Regions from separate parts of the Mus musculus genome. Here all the other regions are linked to region 7. The links are chromatin contacts, called in public HiCAR-type, HiChIP or PLAC-seq and promoter capture Hi-C maps. All regions are on one chromosome and are shown on one strand. The core of a region is the stretch at or near the end of the contact, and the rest is flanking DNA. Distances in the headings are between cores, read along the strand shown.

Region 1 (3,392 bases), core at 325-2,824, 1.6 Mb after region 7:
AATGAGTCTTTAATGCCTCAGACCAGTCACACCCCTTGCCGCCTGGGGGTGAGAAAGGCAACTCTCTAAGCCACTATCTGCTTTTCCATTACAGCAGATGGAGAGAACTCACACAGTTCCTGTCCACACCAATGGTAAGAATGGTTTGATCCCTTCCCTCTGTGAGAGCCTTGCAGACTCACGGTGCATTGGTTTTGAGAGTTCCTGGCCTGGTTTTGGGGGTGGGGGATGGGGAAAGGAACTGACAAATGTAGGTGCGAGACTCCCCTTCCAGAGCCTCCTCTCCCTTGGAGTTTTGCTAACCAACCCTATACAGATTATTTCTGGCTATCTCTTTTTTCTGTTCTTCATTCATCAACTAAGGCATGTTGCACCAGGCTTTGTAATAGCAAATATACAGACTCTAAGTGAAACCCAGACATTAGCTTTGTGACCTTTGGTGAGGGGACTTAATGCTTTTCTGGTTTGATTCCCCTCCCCCAGAGGGGAGATAGAGATGAAGCCAATACCTACCCCCTCCAGATGGTCGCCTAATTATCACTGTTATTCTACACTGTGTCAATGGAGTCCAGATTAGCCTCAAATTCACCACGTAGCAGAGATTAACCTTGAACTTTGGATCCTCCAGCCTCTGCCCCATAAGTGCTGGGATCACAGTGGTGCACCACACTCCTGGAATTACGAGGTCCTGGGGATGGAACCCAGGGCTTCATGAGTGCATGACAAGCATTCCACCAGCTGAGACACATTTCCAGTCCACAGCGGACTCATGACAAGATCAACTATCAGAGGCCCTAGCACGTACGGAATGTCAATAAAAGCTAAGTCCTAAGTGTCTGCTACTGTAATTTTCTTAGTGATAGCCATCATTTGTGGGCTTCATCTTCCATTGCATCCTAAACCCTAACCATCCCAAATTCTGCTCTCTCCTGTCCCCAACCTATACAGCCCAAGGCTTCCCTCCTTCTCTGTAATCCTGTCTAGACTGTTTCTTGGGCTTGGTGTTCTGTTTCTGGAGTACAGAAGCCCTGTCCTCTGGGATGCTGGATCTGCAACCCCACCCCCTCCACCCCCCACCTCCCGTGTCAGAAGGCCTGGACTAAAGGCCCAGATTGGAGTCCCGATAGGAAAACAAGTTCTTTTAGCACTCATTTCAGTCCCTTGGAATTAACTCTTTCACAGCCTGACTCCAAGAGTAGTCAATCCTGGAAGGTAGAGCTACAAAGAGTTGTCTTGGTCACCCAAAGTACTTAGCATAAAGCGGGATAGAGTAAACTAGCTACAGTGGGGCAGAAGTGTGTGTGTGTGTGTGTGTGTGTGTGTGTGTGTGTGTGTGTGTGTGTGTTTAACACTTTCAACCCCAGTCCTGTAATCTCCCAGGCCTCAAGAATGGTTGATTACTTCAGAAATTCGGATCATCCCTTCCCCTGGGTGTCCTTCACCTGAGTCAGCGATGCTCCCGGGGGGCTTCCCTCGCTCCTCCCACTGCTGTCCCTCCAGCCACCACCAACCCCCTCCTCCGCGTGGCGCCTCCCCTCCTCCCATTCCAGGCAGAGCCCTGAGGGGCTAGGGGCGGAGCGTCTGGGATGTGGGCTGGGTGGCTTTTAGGCCGGCGTTTGCTTGAAAACCTCCGCCGCCGCTAGGCCGGGGGCAGGCAATGGCAGGGGATGTGTGATTGCGGACAGTGAGAGGGCCGTTGCTATCATGCCCGGGCGCGCGGGCGTCGCCCGGTTCTGCTTGCTGGCTCTCGCTCTGCAGCTACATTGGCCGCTGGCGGCGTGCGAGCCGGGATGGACCACAAGTAAGTGGCAGCGCGCAGATGGGTTCTGAGGCGACTAGGGGTGGTGGTGATGACTGAGGGTCTGAGAGTCGCTCTTGCATGCCGGCAGCTCCATGACCGCTATCCCTGCGGACTCCGCCACTCCCCGGGTGTGAGTATCGCCACCCCCAAGCCTAGGAGCCCAGGCTTTGTTCTCTTGTGGTGAGCCACGGGAGGTCGTGGAGCTAGTGCGCTCACTGCAATCAGAAAGCAGTAAGTCTCTCTCTCTCTCTCTCTCTCTCTCTCTCTCTCTCTTTGCTTGCCTTCCTTTCTTCATCTCCCCGTGTTTTCTTACTTTGGGCTTCTCTTTCCGCTGCTCTTCCTATCTTTGCTGTTTTTCTTGAGGTTGCTCGTCTCCGCTCTGCCTCTCTCTCATCGCTATTTTGCGCCCGCTGCTCTAGCAACCCCAGAGCATCCCCAGAGGAGCACCCCAAGCATCCTATCCCGAATCGGCGAGGGAACCACTCCCTGGATCTTGCTGGGGGCGGGGGGGTGGTGGTGTCAAAAGCATACCAGTGGGATAGAAAATCAAAGGTTTCCGAGAGATTAGGGTAGGGTGGTTTACTGGTTATCTCTGCCTGTACACTTAGCATCTCTGAAAGACCATAAAAGAACCATGCGCACCCATTATGCAGATCGTAAGCTGAAGTTCACTAACAAAAACCCAGGTGTGTATAAGTACGCCCCACATTGAAGATCTGATACTGGAAACCGGAGCTTTCTTTCCACCTCACCCAATGCCTATCTCCTCTTGGCCTCAGTTTTCATGTGAAGAAAATGGAATGGGCTCCACGCTTCCAGTTTGGACGCTGGATAATGCCTATTTCTCACAACTGTTTTCCCAGGCACCGCTCCCTCCCGGGCCGCATCCCTCAGAGGTTCTCATAGGATTTCGCGGAAGGGACGGTCCCGGAGGGGCAATGCCTGGCTTCTGTCATCTTGACCCGGGAGAGCTTATTTAGCCTTAGCTCTGAGGCAGCTGGAGAGCTGGGCTGACTCCAGACGGTCGCGGGTGCTTGCTGTACCAACCGTCAGCGTTTTTAAATCAAGCTAACGACGCCCTAGTGTACGGGCTGGGCAGGCTGCAGCCCCCGCCCCATCCCTGCAAGAACCTGACCCGAGGGTTTCCTCCACTCAACGCTCCAGCTCCTTTGCCTTGGATAGGAGAAGGCTCTTCCTTTTGTTGGGGTGTGGGGTTCCTCGGGGAAGAGGGAGCCAGGTCCTGTTCGAGTCTGATTTTCCAGCCTACCATTTGCACAGAAGAAAGACAGGAAAGTAAACTTCACGGGATCTGGAGGCCTTGAGAACAGTCAGTGAGGTAGAGTGACTGCAGACCCGGGGAGAAAGCAAAATCTACGAGTTGTAAAGTGACCCATGATCCCCAAATGAGCAGTTGCTATTAATATTTTCCTTTCCCCCTTCCTGTCCTTCTATGACTATATACTGATGAATCTGGAATCGTACCATTCATACACTTTAAAAGGTGCTTCCCAAATCATGACATCTCCCAAAACTATGATTTTAATGGCTCTAAGTTCTACCAAGAGACCACAGAAATATAATTTCCTCAAAG
Region 2 (3,565 bases), core at 870-3,369, 1.5 Mb after region 7:
TGAGCTGGTCTTTTTGTTATTATAAAATGTCCTGCCGGTCTCTACTGCATTTCTTATGTTAAAATACACATTAACATAGTTTTCTCAGTCTCTCAAGATCTTTGTTTGCTTGGTGTGTCTACTCTGCTTGATATCCTTCCCTTTCATTACTATGCAGACAACATAGGTTAACCTTATTTCCAACACTGATTGGAGCTTTTACTTCAGTAAAGGCCATGTTCTTTTTCTCATTTCTTGGTATTTTTTTAATTTAAAAATATTTATGTCTTCTTAGTGTAACAATTATATTCTGTTCTATTCTTTAAGCTAAGTACTTTTTTTTTTTTTTTTTGAGATGCTAGGGTGTTGAACCTAGCAAGGCTTTTAAAAATCCAGTTTTGTTTAGTATAGTTTGGTCTATTTGAGGCAGAATCTCATATTGTAGCCAAAGTTGGACTTTAACTGACAGATAACTCAGGCTGGCCTCAAACTTATAACAACCCTTTTGCCTGAACCTCCTAAGCACAATCTACAGGTTTAGTTGTCCATCTGTGTTGTGTTCTTCCATGTATAGATGTATGAACTATAGAGCATTAGAAAGAATTCATCTTTAATTGCCTTGGCTATAGTGTTTATCTTCCTCAAGATAGAGCATTAACTTTTAGTAAAGAATTCATCTTTAATTGCCTTGGCTATAGTGTTTATCTTCCTCAAGATAGAGCTGTAACTTTTAGTCAGGATGTCTAGTGATGCAGGAAATGTTGATAATTTCTCATTTACTTGCTAATATTGAATAAAAACTAAACACACTCCTTCTTAAAAGAAGAGGCACACACATGGAAAAAAAACCTTAAAATGAGCCCTTAATATACATAGTATTACTATTTTATTATGCTGTGGCAGTTCTTATTTCTTTATTCAATAAGCATTTATTGCACAATTACTCAACAGTCGGCACTGGGGAGTCAATGATGAGCAAAACAAAAGCAGTTCTTTCCCAAAGGAGGTAACAATCAACTGGAAGAGGCGCAGAATAATCACACAAAGAAAGCACTTCAAAGGACATGATCAGGTGTGAGTGCATAAAAGAGATTCGAACGAATGCTGTCATGGTTTTCTCTGAAATGCCGGTTCAGCTCCAAGTTGAAAAATAAACGGGAGTTACAAGAGACATAAATGCTTGACTTGCTAAAGCGTCCTGTGATGAAAAAGAATAGCATGGGAAGCAATGTGGTGAAAGTGTAAAAAACTCAAACTGTAGGTATAGCCTAAGCTACTAATCAGGTTTATCAGGCTCTGCGGGGTTAAGAATTTCGAACTTTTATCTCATAACCAGTGGGAGCGGCAGAAAGATTTGGGGGAAATGTGACAGTTTGACTTGTATTTTTAGAACAACTGGCAGTCGGGAGGTAGTGGGACATAGGTGAAGAGCAAAACTTCAGGAGAACTGTAACATCCATATGGAATTAGAGAAGGACAATGGAAGCCTAAGCAGGATAATGGTGGGTGGGACCTCAAAAGGTGGATGAATCTGGGTCGCATCTTGGAAGCAGACTGAAAATTCAACTAGTAAAATAGTTATACCTAGTCAAAAACCAGGTCCAGTAAGATCAGTTATAAGTTCCAAGGTGTCCCCATACTTGAGAATGACTAGAAGACCCTATCAGACTCCGGCTTTATGAACACACAAGGCCGAGAGCCCAGCCCGCAAGAAAGGCCCACGCCTTCATCCCTGGAGGTCCTTGGTAAAGGCGTGGAACAGAAGGGTTTCCTGGGCAACGCCATTGTCGCGCTCCAGGAGGGGGCGGGGTAACCAAGGTCAAGGCCTAAAGAGAATCCGGAAGAGAGGGAGAGTGAAGAGGCGTGGAAAATGGGACACAAGGAGCTTCGGCCCGGTCTATGGCGGATGATTCCAGGGTTCTCGCACGCGGCTAGTGTGGAGGGTGGGAGGAGCCGGGGAACGTGCCTGTGATTGGCTGGCGGGAGACACCGGGCCGCTCCTGATTGGGCGAGGCGAGCCCGTCTGTGGAGCGCGTAGGGTTCTGGGTAGCCAAGGCCTTGGAAGGGTCTTAACCGAAAGGGGGAGGGGGAGGCCGCCAACAAACGGCTGAGCTCACAATCCCGGCCGCGGCCCGCCCGCCCCCTCCCCCATGGAGAGAGCCAGGCCGGAGCCACCGCCGCCACCGCCGCCGCCGCCGCGCCAACCGCCGCGGCCCACCCCTCCGCGCCCGTTGCGCCCCGCTCCGCCCGCGCAGCCCGTCGAGGCCGCCACCTTCCGGGCCGCGGCCGCAGAGCGCTCCCAGTCGCCGTCGGCTCAGGCCACGGCCGCCATGGCCGCGGTGGCCTCGTCGTGCGGGGAGGCCGCGGCGGCGGGTGCGCAGGCGGCAGGGACGCGACGCCTGCTGCAAGTGAAGCCGGAACAGGTGCTGCTGCTGCCTCCCGGAGGACCGGGGGTGCCTCCGGCTCCCGACGAGGGCGCAGCCGCCGCCGCCGCTGCCGCTGCCGCCGCCGCCTCGTCCGCGCAGGCGCGCCTGCTGCAGCTGAGGCCGGAGCTGCTGCTGTTGCCTCCGCAGTCCGCGGCCGACGGAGGCCCCTGCAGGCCGGAGCTGCACCCCATGCAGCCCCGGACGCTGCTCGTCAAGGCCGAGAAGCAAGAGCTGGGGGCGGGCTTGGACCTGTCGGTGGGATCTCGGAGGACCACCGAGGCCGGCCCGAGAGCCTCGAGGGCCGCCAAGTTGGATGGCACCGGGAAGGCCCTCGACGGCCGCCGAAGCGATGAGAAGAAAGCCAAGCTGGAGGCAGAGGAGGCTCCGAGGGATGCGCTGAAAGGCGGGGAAGGCAAGAGCCTGCTGGCCATCGGAGAAGGAGTCATCAAGACGGAGGAGCCAGACAGACCCAGGGACGATTGTAGGCTGGGCACGGAGGCCACGTCCAATGGCCTGGTCCACAGCAGCAAGGAGGCCATCCTGGCCCAGCCGCCTAGTGCTTTTGGGCCACACCAGCAAGACCTAAGGTTCCCTTTGACACTCCACACCGTCCCACCTGGAGCCCGTATCCAGTTTCAGGGGCCTCCGCCTTCTGAGTTGATACGGTTGTCCAAAGTCCCCCTGACACCAGTGCCTATTAAAATGCAGTCCTTGCTGGAGCCTTCTGTAAAAATTGAAACCAAAGATGTCCCCCTCACCGTGCTGCCCTCAGATGCAGGTATTAGAAGCCAGGGGAATCTGGCTTTCACAGGTCTGTGTTGCACAGACATATTAGCAGTTCAGGAGCTGAAGCTCGAAAAGTAGAATCCTGGTACGGCCCTTAGCTTGCACAGGGAGTGCTTCTGGTTGATTTGCCCACATACTGGTAAAATACACTTAAGTATTGCCACAGTTTTTATAAACAGTCACTCTTAAGACTTAGTAAACAGATTAAGAGAATAGACTCAACAGAAGGCCTTGTTAGATGATACAGATTCCTCAGTTTATATAAAATAACATCAAATTTTCTATCATAGTAGCTTCTTAGGTTTATGTGTATCAAGAAATAAAATATACCAGTGTTCGAGAAAAATGATAGTTGTTTATATTGACTATAGATG
Region 3 (3,475 bases), core at 894-3,393, 1.8 Mb after region 7:
CTCTGTCTCCTACTCTCTCCAGGCTCATGTGACCATTGCGTTCTTTTCCTTGAAATTAACTTTTTAGTTTCCATAAAGATGGAAGCATATATGTACATGTGAGGTCCATCGTAGCCAGGCACTAAAAGACAAGGGCATGAAGGGGTGTGTGTATGTGTCTATTATGTAAAATCCAGGGTTCCCAGGGTAAAGCATTTACCATGTAGTCGAGAGGGCTGGGTTTAGAACTCTAGCATCTAGTAAATGCTGGACAAACATGGTCTGTGTGTAATCCCAGAAGGCCGAGTGAGGCAGGAGCTAGCTAGCTAGTGTACAACAGTGAAATCAGCGAGTTCTAGGTTCAACTAAGAGACCGTGCTTCGATAGATTAGGTGCATAGTGATTGGAGAAGTCATCTGATATCCACTATCAGCTTCTGGCATCCACACGGACACACACATAGTCACACCCATCTGCACACATACACCAGAACACTACACACACACACACACACACACACACACAAATTTAGAACTCATCTCACCCTCCATTCAGACATGTCCAGGCTCTTGGACAGATGACAGTGAGATATTTTTGTAATGTTGAGGAGACCAGGAAGGAATTTGTTGGGATAAACAGAAAATTCAGGAGTCCTCAAAGGCAAGGCAGACTGGGTCCCATCTGCCCCAGGAACACTAAGCAGCTTCCATTTCTCGCGTCAGTTCCAGGTGACTGACTGACTGACTGGCTGACTGGCTGGCTGGCTGGCAAGCAGCCGTTCATTCATATGTCTGTGCTCAGAACTCCAAGGCTGAGTGTGAGCTCAGCCAGGAGGGGAGATGTGCTGTATTCCTAGAATGCTGTGACAGACTGGCACAAACATGGTGGCTCATAAGTGACAGGATGCTTTCTCACACAGTTCTGTGGACAGGAAGCCTGAAATCAGCACGTCTGCAGGACAGCTCCCCTGTCCCGTCCCCCCATCCCCATCCCCTATCCCCGCCCGCTGCTCATGGATCCATTGCTTCCACTCCTGCCTCTGCCTCCACATGGCCTCCTCTTGTGTGTGTGTCTCCATGGGTTCAAACGTTCATTCTCTTAGAAAGACTCCATAGAAGTGATCAAGGGTGATTTCATCTCGCGATCCTTAACTAATTAACACCCATGAAGGCTCTACTTCTAAAGCCATGCTCTAAAGTTCATGTTGAGGGACCACCAGTCCATGGGAGATAATGGTTGAGCAATCTTGACAAGGGTATTTGAAATGTTGGTACCCGTGTTTTGCCCCTGAGGTGTTCGAAGCTTTAGAGTTGAAGGAACTGGGATCCAGGCAATACAAGAATCTCGCCCAGAACCATCATGTAGAGGCACTGCAGGAAATGAGAGGAAGGAGGGGGAGAATTTCCAGGGGGGAAGTGGGACAGGAAAGGAGGGGACAAGTTCGCCACAGAACCGAAGGGCATCTTTGCATTTGAAACCACTATCCACAGATGGAGATGGAGTAAGACAATGATCACTGGTCAGCCTTCAAGATGGCTCAGCAGTAAACCCCTTACCTCAAGGAGCCTCAGGACCTGAGTTCAATCCCCAGAACCCACATAAAAATGCCAGACACGGGGGTGTGCCTTTGTACCTCAGAGCTTGCAAAGCTCACTGGCCAGCTGGCCTTAGCCTGCTGGGTGCAAATTCCAGGCTCATGAGAGACTTTGTCTCAAACAGAGAGTAGACGGTTCTGGAGAAATGACACTTAAGGGCTGCCTTCTGATCTCTACATAGGTATGACATGAACATGTGTACCTGAAGAGAGAGAGAGAGAGAGAGAGAGAGAGAGAGCGCCAACTACAGAGAAAATACACAAGCACTAGAAGAATGTGCTATCTTGGGGATCAACCTGCAAAATTTTTCAACCTGCTCGTTTCTTGCTGAAGGAACCAAAGCTCCTTTCACTGGCAAAAGCCTACTCAGACTGGTCCCTGAAAGCATTGTGCGTAGATGCCTGCTGGTTGCCATGGTGAATGATGCTGATCTGAAGAATGAATAATGTGAGCGTTGGGGGCGACAGTGGGATTACTCAGTGGTGAGTGAGAAACATCAAGGAGAGCCTGGTGCGGAGGAGGGAGAAGAGGGAGAAGCTCGTCACCTGGGATCCGGTCCGCTCCGGCTCAGAGGGGAGACGTCTATACCAGACACACTGCGAGCATCAGGTAAGAGGCATGGATGGCTGTCTTGGAAATAAAAATGGCTTTTCCTTTCACACTCTGCCTGGAGAGGGGCCAGGCTGTGGGGACTGGATAGCTAAAAATGGGAAGAGTTTAAAAACAGAAGACGGGGAGAAAAAAAAAAATAAATACGAAGAGATGGATTTGTCCCTGGAAGCTGGAGATGCTGTAGAAGCAGTCTCGGTGGAAGCTCTTAGAAACGTCTGCTGCAGGGAACCCAGGCTATAAGATGGCCAGCAGCAGGGGGGAGGCAAGCAGAAGGGGAGGTATGTGTACAAGGACAGGATGCCCGATCACCCCGATGGGAGGGCCTTACAGGGCGCCTGTGTATTAACAGGGTATGAATTCCGCCCACTTACGGAGGTTGGAAGTGTGTTTGTTGGGTATGTAGGTCCCTGGGTGGGGAGGTGGGCATACATCAAGAGACCCGAGGGAGAGTAAGTCCGTTTCCTTCTGAAAGCCATCTCTGGGAGGCTCTGTACACCCCTGCCTCATCTTTTGTATTTCCCATTTACTGGGTGCAAATTCCCAGCCACGTGGAGAGGAGGAAGCTGCTTTCTCAAGCATGTCACTGTCTTTAGAGATGGAAACCAAGGACTGAAAACTTACTTCACGCTGTTACGTTTTCCCCTGGCTCACCTAGCCTAACAACACAAGCCCAGAAACAGAAATCAGTTTGGCTTAATATTCACTTTGGGCTGAACGTGCCCGCTTGCCATTTCAATCTTCCGCAGCATCTGCACTTCTGGCTGGGGATGGGGAATGGAGAAGAAGGCAGAGGGAGACCGGAACATATAGAGCCTGGCAACGCTTGTCTAGATTTTTGATCAGGGGGGATTCAGAAGGAAAGCTTTCTCTCAATCGGAGAGAATGAAAGAAAACCCAAAAACCTTGATGCCTCTCCTTTACCAAAGCTGAAAGGCTTACAATCTGAACAGGGCTCATCTGCCATACAGCCAACCAGGGTACCTCATTTACCAATAATTTAATAATAATAATAATAATAATAAATAATCAACAATAATAATCTATTACTGAACTCAGGGGCTCTGCATTGAAATACAGTGGCTAAGTGGGTAAGTTCTCTCTCTTCCTGTGAGCTGATACTCCAGGCCGCTCATTAATAAGATGGGAATGGAGTCTGTTATTGTGGGAGAAGCCACCTGGCACAGCCTGGATCCAGCAACTGCCGATTTGCTGTGGTTCTCAACCCCTTTGGGGGCCAAACGACCATTGGAAAACACAAACATTTACATTACAAGTCATGACGGTAGCAA
Region 4 (3,602 bases), core at 726-3,225, 1.4 Mb after region 7:
GAGGTCTTTTAACCTTGCTCACTGTTTCCGCTGTTTCAGCCATCGGTGCCGAGCAGCAAGTCCTCGGGGGACCTCGTTGACCTGTTTGATGGCAGTAGCCAGTCAGCAGGTAAGCTCAGCGGGCTCGCCTTTCCAGCAACCGTGCTTCTGCTTTTCTCTCTTTAGTGTGTGTGAAAGATGGAATTAAAAAAGAAAAATGTTGTAGTGGGGTGTGGTGGCGCACACCTTTAATCCCAGCACTTGGGAAGCAGAGGCAGGCGGATCTCTGAGAGGTCAAGGCCAGCTTGGTCTTACACAGTGGGTACCAAGAGAGCCAGGGCTATGTAGGGAGAGACATGATTTACCAGGTATGGTTATGCAGTCCTGTAATCATTGACGATGGCCACAAATTTAAGGTTAGTGTGAACAAAGAGGCCTTGTCTCAAAATAAAACTTAGAAAGGGAACTGGGGATATAGTTTCTTAGTAGAGCATTTGCCAAGCATTTGTGTGACTCTGGACTCTACAGTCCTGCAGAAATACTTCCTGGATTTACTAATGTGAAATTAATGAGCATTCTCTGCTATTTGGAGAGAATTATTTGACTGCCTAACAGGAAGAAGGTGAGAATTTGGTAACCCCTTACCCTAATTTCTTTGGTGCCTATGAGTGACTATGTGGGTTACCTTTGCTTTCTCGGCCTTACAGTCAGACACCCATTTCTCAAAGCTTTAGAAAGATCTCACCTAGTTTTAAACCTTCTGACCTTTAGGCCTTGAGAGGAAAAACTGTTGGTTGTAGTCCACAAGTCTCAGTGACTGGTAAATGTGACCTCAGATCACTGTGACATGTCTCAGTTCACAGGGCTTCCTCTCCTCTCCATACTGCTTCCTCCTTCAGAGTCTAATATGTTGATGACATTTTTCACAAAGAGTTTGGAGGCTTTGTTGTTTGCATGTTTAAGCTGTTAAGATGTGAAAATTTACATTAACATTCACCTTTTAAATTTTCCTTTATAAAAATATGTGTTACTCTGTATGCTTTTGTTACATGCCCTAAACTTCATTATGGTTGTCAAAGCAGATATATGCTCATTACTACTTTTTCATCTGTCAGCGAGTGTGTGCTGACCCAGACACTGGAATTCTTGGGCTCTTGGAAAAGTCAAATAAAGGAAGTAATCGTCAGTCAAAGGGCAATAATTGACTGTAATTACCTAGTTATAAGCATGCTGGGTGCTTTGCAGGGAAGGGGGCACTATATGAATATATATAACTGACTTCCTATTAAGCTTATTGGAAGAGGGCTGTGGCCAGGGTGGAGTGCACATGCCTGTGCCTACAGCTCTTGGCAAGCAGAGTTGAGAGGGTCTCCAGGCAACCTGGGCAAAATACCCAGATCTGTCAGAGAGAAGGGGGAGAACATCACATTGAACAGTGGATGACGCCTGTCTCAGTGGTGAGACTAAGGATTTCTTCTTGTGATCTCCAGTGTGTGCTAACTTTGAGTAATTCCTAACAACTTGGATACCATAGGATTGCACTTGATGATTACAGTCTTAATAAACTACTGTATTCCAATAAAAAATAGCTCAAGGTAAGAGCTTTTTAAGGATAGTTTTTCTAAGGCTCTTTAAAGTTGATTACATTCAAATATAGATGAGCAGGATGCAGGTTGAACTAATGTCCAAAGGGCAGCTGTTTTCAAGTTGTGTAAATAATTCCCAAAAGCAAAGCTTTTGGACTTGCTTTTTGCTTTAAGCACAAGTCCGTGATATAAATTGCTTTTCATAAATAGATTAGTGATTGTAAAACCACCAGTTCTTTTCTTTCTCTCATGCTGTCATGAACTACTGGCCTAGGAATAAACTTGCAAGGCATCTGGTTTGACCTGGTTCTGAGACCCTTCTGTCACTGTTCTACAATGACTGTGACCTAGAGAGGCTGCCACACTCACAGCAGCAGAACGCTGCCCTGGGTGTCTGAACAGCCGCTGGGTGCTGTCTCTGTATATTTAAGATTGGAGCTACAGTGCGAACTGGTAGTTAGCATACAGCCATCTAATGTGTCACAGAATAGCAGTTATTTTGGACTTCCTGGCACGAACTATGAAAAGGCCCTGTTTAAGTCAAAGAATTAAGTAACTGGGAAGATCATCTGTATGCCATGACTTTCCTCCTCTGTGACCCAAGATTTCTTTGAACAAAAAATTGCTTTGAGCAGAAAGAACCCTTTGAGTGTTTTTTCTTCTCTGGTGTAAATGGTAGACTGACTTATATACATATAACAATTAATATAGTAACTGAGGCAGAATTTAAATGAAATCTGCAAGGTTTTTTGCCCTTAAAATTTAGCTTAATATTATCTCAAAAGCAACTGAACATGGTTTGACATCAGAATTACTTTTTAATAACTTCATTTGAAATATATATTTAGCCGTGGATCTTAAATGAAGTTCTGCTACAGAAGGAAGTTAAATTTAAAAACTAGCACTTGCACATGAGACTGTGTAAGGACCTGCCAGATGTCCTGTATGTATAATAAGACTCCCATGCAAGTGATAGGGCCACAGACCACCAGTGAGGTAAGCAAGCATCTGCTCATGGCCCCCTCAGCAGATGAGCATCTCCATAGCCGTGTGTGTGTGTGTGTGTGTGTGTGTGTGTGTGTGTTTACATCATCATTGCTAGCATTTTACAGAATATCTGCTAAAATGTGCTAAAATACTTGATTAAAATCTGTAGACTATCTGACCAAATTTATAACTGCATATGTGAAACCTAGGCTGTGTGTCATCTTGTTCTTGAGTTTGTTTTGATACATGCTCCATCATAATCTTCCATTACAGTTAGTCTTCTAGAGATGATGTTTCAGTGCCTGCTACAGAAAGTTTTCCTAAGTCAGTGCTAGAAAATAGGTATTAAAATTAGAAACTAAGCCAACTAAAAATAGAATGCTAAAAACATTCCATTTCTCTTTTAGTGTGAGTCAACCTTGTAGGCTTTGTCCCTTTGTGAATAAGGAATTTAGGTCTTAACTTACTGCTCCACAAGCTGTATGTCTCTTGAGTGAGAGTGGAGAGAAACGTGTCACCAGTACAACTAGAAAAACTGTGTTAATAGGGCTTAGTACAAAACAGGGGTTCTTTGTGTAGCCCTGGCTGTCCTGGATCTCACTCTGTAGACCAGGCTGGCCTCGAACTCAGATCTGCTTGCCTCTGCCTCCCGAGTGCTTGGATTAAAGGCGTGCACTGCCATCACGTTTCCCAGGCTTAAAAACATTTTTTAAGGACTGAAAATGTATCAAGTCCAAATTATTCCTTATCATTTGAACCTACCTGCATTTTACATGGATTGGAAGCACAGTGGGGCGGCCTCAGTCAATCCTCTTGCATTTGGGTGCAAGCTGTCTTTAAGCTCTGTTTACTAGAAGTTGGTAGTGGTTTTTTTCACTGATGATGACGATGAATTTTTAAATGTGGAAAACATTTTGCCCCAAATTAAATACACAAAGGTTAACTATAAAAATGTTTAGTGAATATTATTTGTAAATTTTTTAAGATGAGACTTTGCCACGTAGCCCAGACTGGCCGCACCTCTGCTCCTGCTACATTGGCTTCCCAGCT
Region 5 (3,594 bases), core at 50-2,549, 1.8 Mb after region 7:
TGGTGGTAGGGACAACTACCTTCAAGGACTTACAATCCCGACTATAGATATTAATCTATATTTTTGTCCTCCGACAATGGCGGGAGGGGGGGGTGTCACTGAGTGCTAGGCAATGGTTCTTGCAGGGCCTGTGCCCAAGAATAAGGCTGGTCACTTCTAAGGGAAGGGGTCAAGAGGTAGAAATGGTTGCTTAGGAGCAACAGTCAGTCGTCAGTCTGATCCCTAAGTCTTCCTGCCCAACTGTGGGGCTGTGGGCACTAAAGAATTGGGCTAGCCAAGTTCTAAGTCTGGACTGGAAAACACCCAGATAGTCGCGGGAGAAAACCAACAGTCGGTTCAACCATGCTCCCTGCCCCCACCCTTAGCCACAAGCTACTCCTCTTCCTGTACACACAGGAGGGCTTACCTTCCTGAAGGTGATGTGGCAATCTCCCACAACAGACAGGTGGGCAGCTAAATACGAAGGAAACCTTGACCCCTAGGATTCCATCACCCCACCTTTCTCCTCCCCAAAGCCATCCAGGGGAGAGGCGCTAGTATAGGCCAGAACGCTTCGAAGCAGGTCAGCCATGCCTCCCGGCTCATCAGAGCTTTCCTCTCCCAAACCGTGCCGCTGTGGCCCCGGCCCCACCCGGCTTCGGTTCACCGCGGGCGCCCAGTACCCCCTTGCCTGTCAGGCGGGCCCAGGCAGCTCTCTCTGGCCTTGGCTGAATGATGGTGGCCGCGACCGCAGAGGCGGGGACTGCCCGGCGATCTGCAGTATGTAGGTGCAGGGATGTAGCCCCCTCTGGGCTTGTGGCCCCTGCAGGTATCCCTGGTCCCCGAGACTATCCCTGCCTCTTTTTAGGGCGGGTGGCTCCGGCCCAGGCCACGCACCTGCTGTGGCTGCCGCTGAGGCTGCTGCGCGGAGCTCTGCGCTGTACCCACGACTTCTGGAAAACGCTCCCTGCCCAGGGCGCCCGGGGCGGCCGAGGGGAGAAGGGACAACACAGGCCTGTAGCCCGGCCTCCAGGGACCTGAAGCCGTGTAGCCTCGGGCGCCAAGCCAAGCGCCCCCAACGGGCTGGGAGAAGTGGCGCCCGCCCCTCGCGCATCCTCAGGAACGCATCCACCGCCTAGGCAGCATTTCGGTTCCTGCATCAGCCCTGTTGTCTCCGAGAGTCCCTTACCTGGCTCGGTGGCAGGTCCAGGGGAGGGACCCGAGGCTACCGCAGGGCCCCGCGCCGGGGCGCAGGATGCTTAGCCCCGCTCCGCCGCTGCGCCGGCGGACCGCCGCGCCCCGCCCGCGGCCCCGCCTCTCCGCCTGCCGCGGCTCCTCCCCTGGCCGCGGTGCCCAGCCCCTTCGCCGCGGCTGCTGTCACACAAAGAGCCGGAAATGGCTGCGGCGAGGGGCTCCCTGCGCACCCCTGACCTGCAACCTCCTGAACCCATACCTTCCAGCCTTAGAGTATCCAGCCTCCGGACTCTGGAGGTGGAGGAGGGACGACTTTCCTGCTGCCGCCTGCATCACCAGCGACACCTGCCACTCCAGAAGGAAGGAAGCGTCAGCTCCTTTCGCATCTCCCCGGTGTCAAATTATTTTCATATAGTCATTTATTCACCACATCTTTATCGACTACCTGTTTTGTTCCAAGCATCTTGCCAAGAGCCAGGCACGCACTAGTGTGCAGTAGAGCCCCTGCTCGCTTGGAGCTTATTATTTGCCAGCATTAACTGACCTAACAGGAGTCCAATGACAGCTGCTTTCCCAAAGAAGGGAGCAGGCTAAGTGAGAGGTTGAGCCCTTCCACCACTTGAAGAATAACTTCCCAGAGGGCACGGGCTCAGAGGGCACGGGCTCAGAGGGCACAGGCTCAGCGGGAGAAAGCGCTTGCAGCCAAGCTTGATGATGACCTGAGTTCGATTCCCAGGATCCACAAGGTAGAAGGAGAGAGACAGCTTCTGTATATTGTGTTCTGACCTCCACCCACATGCATATATGCACATTACACAGACACACAGACACATACACACACCCATACACACACACAATAAATAAATGTAATAATTTAAAAACAAAGAGAAACATCTACTTCCTTTCCATTTCTTAGTGTAAAAATGTACAGCTATTATGTGTGTGTGTGCGTGTGTGTGTGTGTGTGTGTGTGTGTGTGTGTGTGTGTGTGCGCGCGCGCGTGCCCATGTCGATCCCATTGAGGTAGAATTGACTCGTGGACAAAATCATGATAAGCTGACTTTTAGGCAAACCTAGGAAGGAGCTGAGGAGACAGAAGCCTCTTAGATGCTGCTTAGGGCTCTTCAAAGAATCCATTGCTCCTTGAGACATAACTCGGAGGGCTTTAGGTAGGGATGAGGCCAGCTGCATTCAGTCCTGACCTGAACCCACCCCAGCATGGTACTGCTCTGAGTGGGAGATGCAGTACCTGCAATAAAGGGAATAATAGTTGCTCTGGGTACCATATATATATATATATATATATATATATATATATATATATATATATATATATATATATATGTGTGTGTGTGTGTGTGTATGTATATAAAGTATTTATTTTATTCTGTGTGTATGGGTATTTTGATTGCATGCACATATATGTGTACCGCATGCATGCCTGGTGCCAAGAATAATCTGGAACTGGAGATACAGATAATTGTGAGATGCCATGTAGGTACTGGGAATTGAACTCAGGTCCTCAAGAGGAGTAGCCACGGCTCCCAACTGCTGAGCCATCTCTCCAGCCTGCCCTCTTAGGGGAACTAATTGGAAAGTACTTGAGAGCCTGATTTATGTATAGAGCAACAAGGAATAAAATCTTGGGTCATGAGAACCTTCTCCAATGCTTGCCAGACGCCACAAACTTAGACTTGCACAGTTGTTCCCTGTAAATGGCTACTGATAGAGGAGCCACTGTATGCAAATCTCAGGCAAGGACTTGAGAAGACTTAGCTGCATCTCACATGCTTCCCCCGGGGCTCAGAAACCACGCTCCCATGTGGTTTGATGTTACATCACTTGTCTAATTTAAACTGCTATTTCAGAAGCGATGACTTACATATATAGCGACACACATACATTTTCCCCCCCTTCTGATGCCATGTGAGAAAGCTGTGGGGGTGTTTGTGGGGGATGGCTTTAAAAACAGAATTCAGGTTTCGTCTTACTTTAAAATTCATTTTTTTTCAACCAGGATCCTCAGGATTTCAGTCCACAGTGACTGCAGACGCTTACGAATGAGAATCCCCATTCCTTGGGTTTTCATCCTGAAAGGCAGATTATTTGAGGCGTTTTTATCTTCTCAGAGACATATTTCTCCATGTTGCTCCTTCTTTGTCTTTTCTCTTTTCAGAGAGAATCTGTTTGGAAACAATAGCACAAAACAACTGATATTATGTATGTGGTTGTATGCTATGCCATTTTATTTTCCCTGGCTGCTGGGTTCTATCTGCCCGTAGAGGAGGTGCACCATGGGCTTTTTACATTAAATGCCACAGACCTGCCTCTGTGTTTGAGTTTTGCAACCAACTGAAGAGCAATCTTAAGCAAGACGTTTTACCTCCCTCTCCCGGTTTCCCCATTTATAAATTTAACTAG
Region 6 (3,488 bases), core at 937-3,436, 1.9 Mb after region 7:
ATGGTGCGCAATGGGTGAGCTTTATGGTAAGGCCAAAGAGATGTCATCTTAGGATTGCTTCTTACAACTGATATGCCTTTCCTGTCATTATGCAACTAACAGTCCCTGGGCATTAGCCCACCCTATTGATCAGATTTCCTTCAGATCAGCATAAAGATGAATGTTCATGAATTAATGCTGTTTAGATGAATTAATAATGATTCTATAGAATTCCCGATTTGATTCAAATAATTTTAGGAAGTTTTAAGAGATGGTCTTAGTTGCTTTGCTAGAAAGTTGTAATAAGGTTACAGTCAAGAATAGAATGTGCCCACTCCTCAGAATAGTAAGAAAAGGCTGCATAATAAGAAATACAATGAGCTTTTAATAATTATACTAAAAAGAGAAATAGACTTGGGACAAATTTGTGTTCAAGGAAAAACATTTAGGCCCAAGGATACAACCACAGATATGAACTATGATAAGCCAGGGCCATGTAAAAGCTTTGAACTTGTAACAAGCATATAGAATGAAACACTCCTTTGAGCTAAAATATCAACATCTTTTTGTAACTTCAAATTTGTGTAACATTTTATCTCTGAGGTAATTTTCTAAAGAAATTTTTGTCTGAGAAGGTATAAAAAAGCCAGAGGAAAGAAATTAAGTTGTTAGTTGGATAGTTTGGCTTGGGGGGGGGGGGGCTCTGCCCATCCATCCATCTATCTATCCAGATGTATATGTCTGTTTGTCTATATGTATGTTCGTAGGAGTATGTGTGTATGTAAGCATGCATGAATGCTTGTGGAGTGTATGAGACAGGTGATTGGGCCCAACAAAAATGTGAATGTGTTAACGTGCAAATAAGAATGTGAATGAAAGTGTAAATATATGTGTGAATGTATATGTGTCTGCGCATATTTGCCTGTATAAAGCATCTTAATTCTTTCGCTTCCCTTCCTCTCTGGTTCACAGAGTTAACCAGCCTAGTCAGAGGGGCTTCTGGCTGCCTGGACTGAGAAGGGTGTGACATCAATATACCATTACCTAAATCACCCTGCCGTTAGCAGCAAGTGTCAGCAGATCCAGTAGCTTCTGGCCTCGGAGTAACTTGCAGTCAAGATAGACCTAGGTTATTTTAGAAAGCAACCCTACTCTCAAAAGACCAAGTCTTGCCCCAGCCAATGCTCTTGGCCCTTGGCTGCCTCAGAGAGGACTTAGCCATGGGCTAAGCTCCCAGCACCACCCAGTGCTCCTGTCACACTGTAGTATTAACACACACTCGCTTGCTTTTGTTGTTATTGCTGTGCACGAAGATGTCATTAGACGCCTCCAGCTGAGCCGACACACTCTAGCGGGATCCCTGGTCTGCAGGCAGAAACTCTGTGTTCCACACCCCCAGTCTCCTGAGATGTTTTACCACAAAGAGGGTTGTTCCTTCCAACTTTAGAATGTCACTTTAATGGAAGTAGGACCCCATGGCCTCAGGGCAGTGATGACCATTGAGATAAGCAGAGTTCAAGTCGTGAAAATCTTACATAGGACCTCCCTTCACAGTCTAAGAACCACTTCTTTTGTAAAACAGGGAAGTTGAGCTAGGTTTCCCCTTACGTCTTAATAAGCCATAGTTAATATTTTACTGTCCTACAGACTGTAGATGCCACATATACTTCATGTTTACATAAACTTCAAGTCCTATCCACAACATTCACCACATAAGAAATGTATGAACGTTAAACCTACAGATTTTAGAATTGAAATAGCCAAATCTAACTGACACTGGAGTCTCAGAACTCTCCACATTTCTTCCGATCTCTAACTCTACTTGGTGGCTTCCAAAACACACTGTACCTGCATCCCAGGTGTTCAAGTTTATCTCAGGAATCAGCTCAGTCCAAACACAGAACAAAGTAAATAAACAAAATAAATAAACAAAATAAACAAAGCACAACGTAAGCCTTCTCATACCCCGTGGCGGTCCTCAAAGTAGGCCAGGCTGGCTTTCGTTAAGACAAAGAAACGAACTTTAAAATTCGAGGGAGAAGTCCTTCTCTTCTGTTGGGACTTCTTGATCAGCTGTTCTTCCAGGAGGATGAAGTTGTTCATGGTCCAGTTCTGAAAAGTGATGCGCCTTGGGCATCACCCCGCAGTGCGACTGAAGGAGAGGAGCAGCGGAGACTGAGACAGGATGCAGTTGATCTTTAGAGAGTCGTTCAAAGGCAACTTGCCTCTAACCTTATCTTTTCTATCAGCATCAGCCAGCCTCACCGCTGAGCTCCCTCCTCTGATGTCAAAGGCCATGACCACATCCTTTCAAAATTCACCAAGCTGGGAGGCACATGCGTACCCTTAGCTATATGGTTTGAAAAAGAAGTTTGAAGAAACCTAGAATTATAAGAGGAGTTCACTTATAATTCTTCTAGCTCCTGGTTTAGCCTTGACAACAGTTAAGTCATGTAAACAAGGGACTAAGAACAGGGATCCAGGGGTCAATGGAGCTCAGCTTGTATGTAAGTTTCCCATTGCTATTATCATGGACTGCCTGCCACAGGCTTAGTGGCTCAAAGCGCCATAGAGCCACAAGGCTCAAAGCGCCTTACAATTCTCTAGTTTAGAAGTCTGAAATGTGTCTGGTTGAGTGACAGTCATGGTGACTGTGGGACTGTGCGCCTTTCTTGCAGATCTCTAGGGGACACTGCCTCTGCGACCATCCTCCCTACTGAGGGACACTCTGGTGGCCTCTGTCTTGACTCTTTTACTCCATCTTCAAACCCCCAAACTGCAGGTCGAGCCCTGCTTGCTCTGTATTGCCAAAATCTCTTCCTCCTACCTCTGCTCCATTTAAGGATCCTGAGAACCACACTGGGCCCTTCTCACAGTGGTCGTCTAGGGCAGGCTCCCTATTTTAAGGTCAGCAGATGGGCGCTATAACTCCATTTGGAATGTAAATTCCCCTTTATCACCCAACAACACACAGTCACAGGTTATAGGGATTAGGGCATGCAGAGATCTGCACAGGGCTGTTTATTCTACCTATCGGTTTGAATTCCATCTCTACTACCTACCACTGTCCAGTGGCTTGGAATATCAGTTCCTTCATCTATGAAAGGAAGCAACAGGGGTCTTGTATGAGGCACTGCAGGGGCCCCTTTGGACACCGTTGGTGTGCCTGGCTTCCTTCTGTGTATGCTACTTCAAAAATGCAGTGTCCTGTGTCTGAACACTCTCTCTTGTCTCTTTCTTTTCCAGTGAGCGCCTATGAGATACTGCCAGCCTCGCCGACCTGCAACGTTCTCTGGGAAGCCTTTCAGACTTTCCCACATGGAATCCTCTCTCCTATTTTCCTCTGCCATAAGGACTCTAATGAGGAGGCAGGACACACAGACAGACAGCAAGCTACCTCCTTGTAAGGGCTCTTTGGGAACTAAAGCTTATCTGCCCTGTGGACAATTCACAGGGTCTGACCTTTGAGTCAGGATAATGTTATGGTGTAGAACTTATGTGACCAGGAA
Region 7 (3,394 bases), core at 105-2,604:
CAGTCTTTTTCTACCACCTCTGAGGTGGTAGAGGCTGAGCATGCTACTCCTCTAGGCTCTTCTGTTACCGGCTTTAGAAAAACCTGCCAATGGCATGGGCCCCATGCACTTAACAACAGGCACTACTTCATAAAGAACTTGTGCTACAAATGGTAAAGACAAGTTGTCAAATGCCCCAAGACTCTGGGCATAGAAAAAAAAAAAAGGTTATACAAACCTTTCCAGCTTAAGTTCTTAAAACTTTTTTTAATTTTTGAATCTCATTTCATCACTACTGAGAATCATGCAGGACAAAAAAAGCATGGGCATTTTTATACTTTCTCATACAATGCTAATGGTTTATCACATTTGTCCCCCAAATTGGGGGGTGGGAGTGGGTGGTGATGGCGATCCAACTCAAAGAGGACATTTTTATGGGATATGTAATCAACGTATGTTTATACTGGAGTTCTGCCTAACATCCTGTGTTGGGTTTGCCTAGTCTCTTACCTCTCTAGCCCTCAGCCTTCCAAACCCAGAGATGAGTCAGTTCACATGTATGTGTTTTGATAAGCGCTAACACCTGACAGCATTTGATAAGCCGCGAGGAGCTAGGAGAACGGTAGCAGTGAGGGCTGAGCACGTTAACTATCGCTATCTTAATCTTCACAATCCTGGACTAACAAGCGACCTCACTGTACAGATTAGAAACCTGCAAAATAAGTCACAGCGACTCTCGCCCAACACCGCATCACGAAAAGCAGCCAACGGCGGCAATTTCAAAAGTGACAGTGTGAACTTTTCATCCAGCCCGGCAAGAGTGAGCGTGCGGTGCTGGGCCGCGGGCCCTGGCGCCGGCCCGCAGGAGCCGCGCGGGGTGCAGCCCGGACTGCCCCGGGAGTATCCCAAGACAGGCAGAGTCTCAGAAACAAGCTGCCTCGGACGCCTTCGACAACCCGCGTGAGGGGAGGACAAGACAGACCCTGCAGGAGCGGGGGACGAGGCCCGCGGACGCAGAACATTCTGGGACGTGGGAAGCCTTGGGGTCAGGTGAGAAGGCCGGATGCGAAGGCTGCGGCCACGACCCGCAGTGCGCCGGGACAGGGGCCTCTGGGGGCCAGGCGGGACAGCTGCAGTCCCAGCCCACCCGGACCGCAGCGAGACAAACCACGGGGCGCATGCAGTTCAGTGGCATCCCCCGGCCGCAGCGTCGCCTTCACAGGCAGGCGCGCCGGAGAACCCCGCGTCCTCTCACCTGGAGCGCGGCGGAACCAGCTACAGCGGACGAAAAAGCCGGCCGCAGCGGAACCTAAGGAGACCGGAAGCGAGGGGCGGGACCGGAACCGGCGGGCGGACCGGAAAGTGTGGTTGAGACCGGAAATGTGTTGTAGGGGAGGGGGAAATGCGGCTGCCGCTTGTTTGGTTTCTCCTCCGATGTGACGCCTGCGGAGCCCAGGCCGGCCGAGTGTTTTCCAGACTTTGACCTCTGTGAAAGAGACCCCTCCCGGTTCTTGGTGGCCGCCGCCGGCTGTTCTGCGCATGCTCCGGCCCGGTGGCGACTTTTTTTTTTTTTCCACCAGAGCTGAGCTTTGCGGAGCCCTGTGACTCCTGTGGCAGTGTCGCGTTCCGAATGAAGCCGACCTTTGAGGACTGAAGAGGAGACTTTTCTAGAGACGCAAGGAGCCAGGAATATAATTTGCCCACTCCAGGGGAAAGCCGGCCAAAGTGATCCAAACACTCATGGAACAAATATCCGTGTGACAACGGTGTTCCAGATCTGTGTGTCGGTCGGCTCCACCCACTCGTGCTTGCTTTGCCTCCTTAAATGCAAGGAAAGCTAGTTCTCTTTACAGAAGAATGCCATGCTTTCATAGAAATAAATGCTGCAGCGTTCGAAGTCACTCGGAGAGACCGGAGACTCCGTTTAAATTATAGTTATCCGAGTTTTTCTTCTTAAGCAGCCGCTCTCTTTAGTTCCTGTGAGCTAAAACAGGAAAGGGGCTTTTAAGGGCAGTTACAATTACTTCATTTCTGTGGGATTGACAGCTATGTGAGGAACTGCCTCACCCCCACCCCCCACCCCCTGTGCGTAATGATGAGCGGAGTTCGCAGAAATCAGAGCCAGCAGTTAATCATTTCATAGCAGTTTTCCAATTCATGGGGAAGGGGCAAGGAGTCAGAGTTGCTAGGAACTTATCTTTTCGGAATTTAGAATGGGTGCCTCACATAAAGTGGAGTTTTTCTTAGCTATCAAAGCAGTCTCCATTTGAACCCCTGGAGGCGGCTCTTGCCTGTAATCCCAGCTGAGGCAGTAGGATAGTGCATAAATTTGAAGCCAGCCTGGGCATAGGGAATTCTAGTTCCAGCCCTGGGATACAGACTGAAACTCTGACTCAGACAGAAGAAAGCCTCAACGGGACCTAACCCTTCTCATCCATTCAAGAAATTCCCAGTGTTACTTGTTATGCAAAAGAAAAAAGAAAAGAAAGACCTAAAAAGTAACTTGAAGAATGTTTACATCATCAGCCCCTAGATAAGTATATCTGATACTTTTTAAAACTTCAAATTCAATCTTAGAGACCCATAAGAGGCGTGGCCACCTCTTGACAGTTGTTCTCAGACTTCCTGTGCCTTGGTACAAACAGACCCACAGAAAAATTAATGTAATTGGAGGGAGGGGGAAAACATGGTTTCTCTATGTATAGCTCAGGCTTGCCTGGAACTCACAAAGATCCACCTGCCCAAGTGCTAGAATCAAAGGCATGCACCAGCATGTATGGCTAAATTAATGTCATTTTAAAATTATAAAAACACAAATCCAAAACGTTTTCTTAAACCAGTTTCTTCCAGAAGGGGAGAGTAAAAAGGTAATATTGGTTCCATGTGTGTCTTTCCTTTTAGTCGATAGAGCTGTACCTGCTTGGGTTTGTTTTGGTTTTTTCATTTCTTGGGCTTGTTAGAAATAAAGCAACTAAATTTTGTGTCTTAGCAATTTTTTAAAAGACTTGTTTTTCAATGAGTATGAGTATTTTGCCTTTGGAACTGGACTTAAAGATAGTTCCGGTTCTCATATGAGTGATAGGAACCAAACCCAGGTCCTCTGCAAGAGTCATGGCTCCAGTCCCAACTTGAGGGTTCTTTAGTTAAGAGGTTTGGGGTTTTCTGTTTTGTTTTGGTTTTTGGTTTTTTTCCTGTACTTAATGAGAATATCTACTCATTCAAAACAAATCCCTTGCTTTCTTCAAAAAAGAAAAGACTTTCTACAAAACCCACACGGAAGTTTAACAACACAGTCAAAACGACCATCAAAAAGCAAGAAACTAATCTCAAAATGAATATGCTTTTTCACCTGGATCATTCATCCACTTGCTGCTTGGCAAGGCCAGTTTCTATTTTCACCACCACAATCAGTACA

The links. Promoter capture Hi-C pulls out the DNA fragments that hold promoters and counts their contacts. HiCAR-type assays count read pairs that join an accessible place to other places. HiChIP or PLAC-seq counts read pairs in DNA pulled down with a chosen protein or histone mark.
Region 1: a contact with region 7 is called in a HiCAR-type map of astrocytes, with 6 times the contacts expected there. The contact joins the promoter of Adam19 here to the promoter of Ublcp1 in region 7. A contact is called at or near these places in 5 of 39 promoter capture datasets (the C10 cell line, hippocampal neurons, liver and 1 more), 2 of 115 datasets of contacts at active chromatin or transcription factors (astrocytes and large pre-B cells) and 2 of 9 other capture datasets (adipose tissue and liver).
Region 2: a contact with region 7 is called in a promoter capture Hi-C map of hippocampal neurons, with 7 times the contacts expected there. The contact joins the promoter of Sox30 here to the promoter of Ublcp1 in region 7. A contact is called at or near these places in 3 of 39 promoter capture datasets (embryonic stem cells, hippocampal neurons and pre-B cells) and 1 of 115 datasets of contacts at active chromatin or transcription factors (astrocytes).
Region 3: a contact with region 7 is called in a promoter capture Hi-C map of pre-B cells, with 15 times the contacts expected there. The contact joins the promoter of Fndc9 here to the promoter of Ublcp1 in region 7. A contact is called at or near these places in 2 of 39 promoter capture datasets (hippocampal neurons and pre-B cells) and 1 of 115 datasets of contacts at active chromatin or transcription factors (astrocytes).
Region 4: a promoter capture Hi-C map of liver shows a contact between it and region 7, with 7 times the contacts expected there. The contact joins the enhancer-like site here to the promoter of Ublcp1 in region 7. A contact is called at or near these places in 9 of 39 promoter capture datasets (the 3T3-L1 cell line, 3T3-L1-derived adipocytes, cranial neural crest and 4 more), 1 of 484 Hi-C or Micro-C datasets (cerebellum), 4 of 115 datasets of contacts at active chromatin or transcription factors (extraembryonic endoderm stem cells, large pre-B cells, pro-B cells and 1 more) and 2 of 9 other capture datasets (adipose tissue and liver).
Region 5: an H3K4me3 HiChIP or PLAC-seq map of pro-B cells shows a contact between it and region 7, with 9 times the contacts expected there. The contact joins the promoter of Cyfip2 here to the promoter of Ublcp1 in region 7. A contact is called at or near these places in 5 of 39 promoter capture datasets (the C10 cell line, hippocampal neurons, liver and 1 more), 1 of 484 Hi-C or Micro-C datasets (B cells), 3 of 115 datasets of contacts at active chromatin or transcription factors (astrocytes, large pre-B cells and pro-B cells) and 1 of 9 other capture datasets (liver).
Region 6: a contact with region 7 is called in an H3K27ac HiChIP or PLAC-seq map of double positive thymocytes, with 7 times the contacts expected there. The contact joins the promoter of Itk here to the promoter of Ublcp1 in region 7. A contact is called at or near these places in 2 of 39 promoter capture datasets (hippocampal neurons and pre-B cells), 1 of 115 datasets of contacts at active chromatin or transcription factors (double positive thymocytes) and 1 of 9 other capture datasets (adipose tissue).

What each region holds. Positions count from the first base shown.
Region 1 is chr11:46,054,410-46,057,801 of GRCm38.p6, forward strand. It overlaps Adam19 (a disintegrin and metallopeptidase domain 19 (meltrin beta)), which reads left to right and starts at 1,575. Exons shown (of 23, transcript NM_009616.4): 1 at 1,575-1,801. The coding sequence starts at 1,705.
Region 2 is chr11:45,978,191-45,981,755 of GRCm38.p6, forward strand. It overlaps Sox30 (SRY (sex determining region Y)-box 30), which reads left to right and starts at 2,120. Exons shown (of 5, transcript NM_173384.2): 1 at 2,120-3,183. The coding sequence starts at 2,130.
Region 3 is chr11:46,233,414-46,236,888 of GRCm38.p6, forward strand. It overlaps Fndc9 (fibronectin type III domain containing 9), which reads left to right and starts at 2,144. Exons shown (of 2, transcript NM_177075.4): 1 at 2,144-2,183. The region is part of intron 23 of Cyfip2 (cytoplasmic FMR1 interacting protein 2); the gene reads right to left.
Region 4 is chr11:45,895,021-45,898,622 of GRCm38.p6, forward strand. It overlaps Clint1 (clathrin interactor 1), which reads left to right. Exons shown (of 12, transcript NM_001045520.4): 8 at 40-109. Among named protein-coding and RNA genes, the nearest start is that of Clint1, 45 kb to the left of the region's middle. Within about 2 kb of position 1,976, at least 8 of the 459 cell types and tissues checked have an H3K27ac peak or open chromatin away from gene starts, as enhancers often do. A contact at or near this core is called in liver, where this site is marked.
Region 5 is chr11:46,311,059-46,314,652 of GRCm38.p6, forward strand. Cyfip2 (cytoplasmic FMR1 interacting protein 2) reads right to left here and starts at 1,300. Exons shown (of 31, transcript NM_133769.3): 1 at 1,169-1,300.
Region 6 is chr11:46,387,329-46,390,816 of GRCm38.p6, forward strand. It overlaps Itk (IL2 inducible T cell kinase), which reads right to left and starts at 2,187. Exons shown (of 17, transcript NM_010583.3): 1 at 1,945-2,187. The coding sequence starts at 2,082.
Region 7 is chr11:44,469,194-44,472,587 of GRCm38.p6, forward strand. It overlaps Ublcp1 (ubiquitin-like domain containing CTD phosphatase 1), which reads right to left and starts at 1,355. Exons shown (of 11, transcript NM_024475.5): 1 at 1,235-1,355.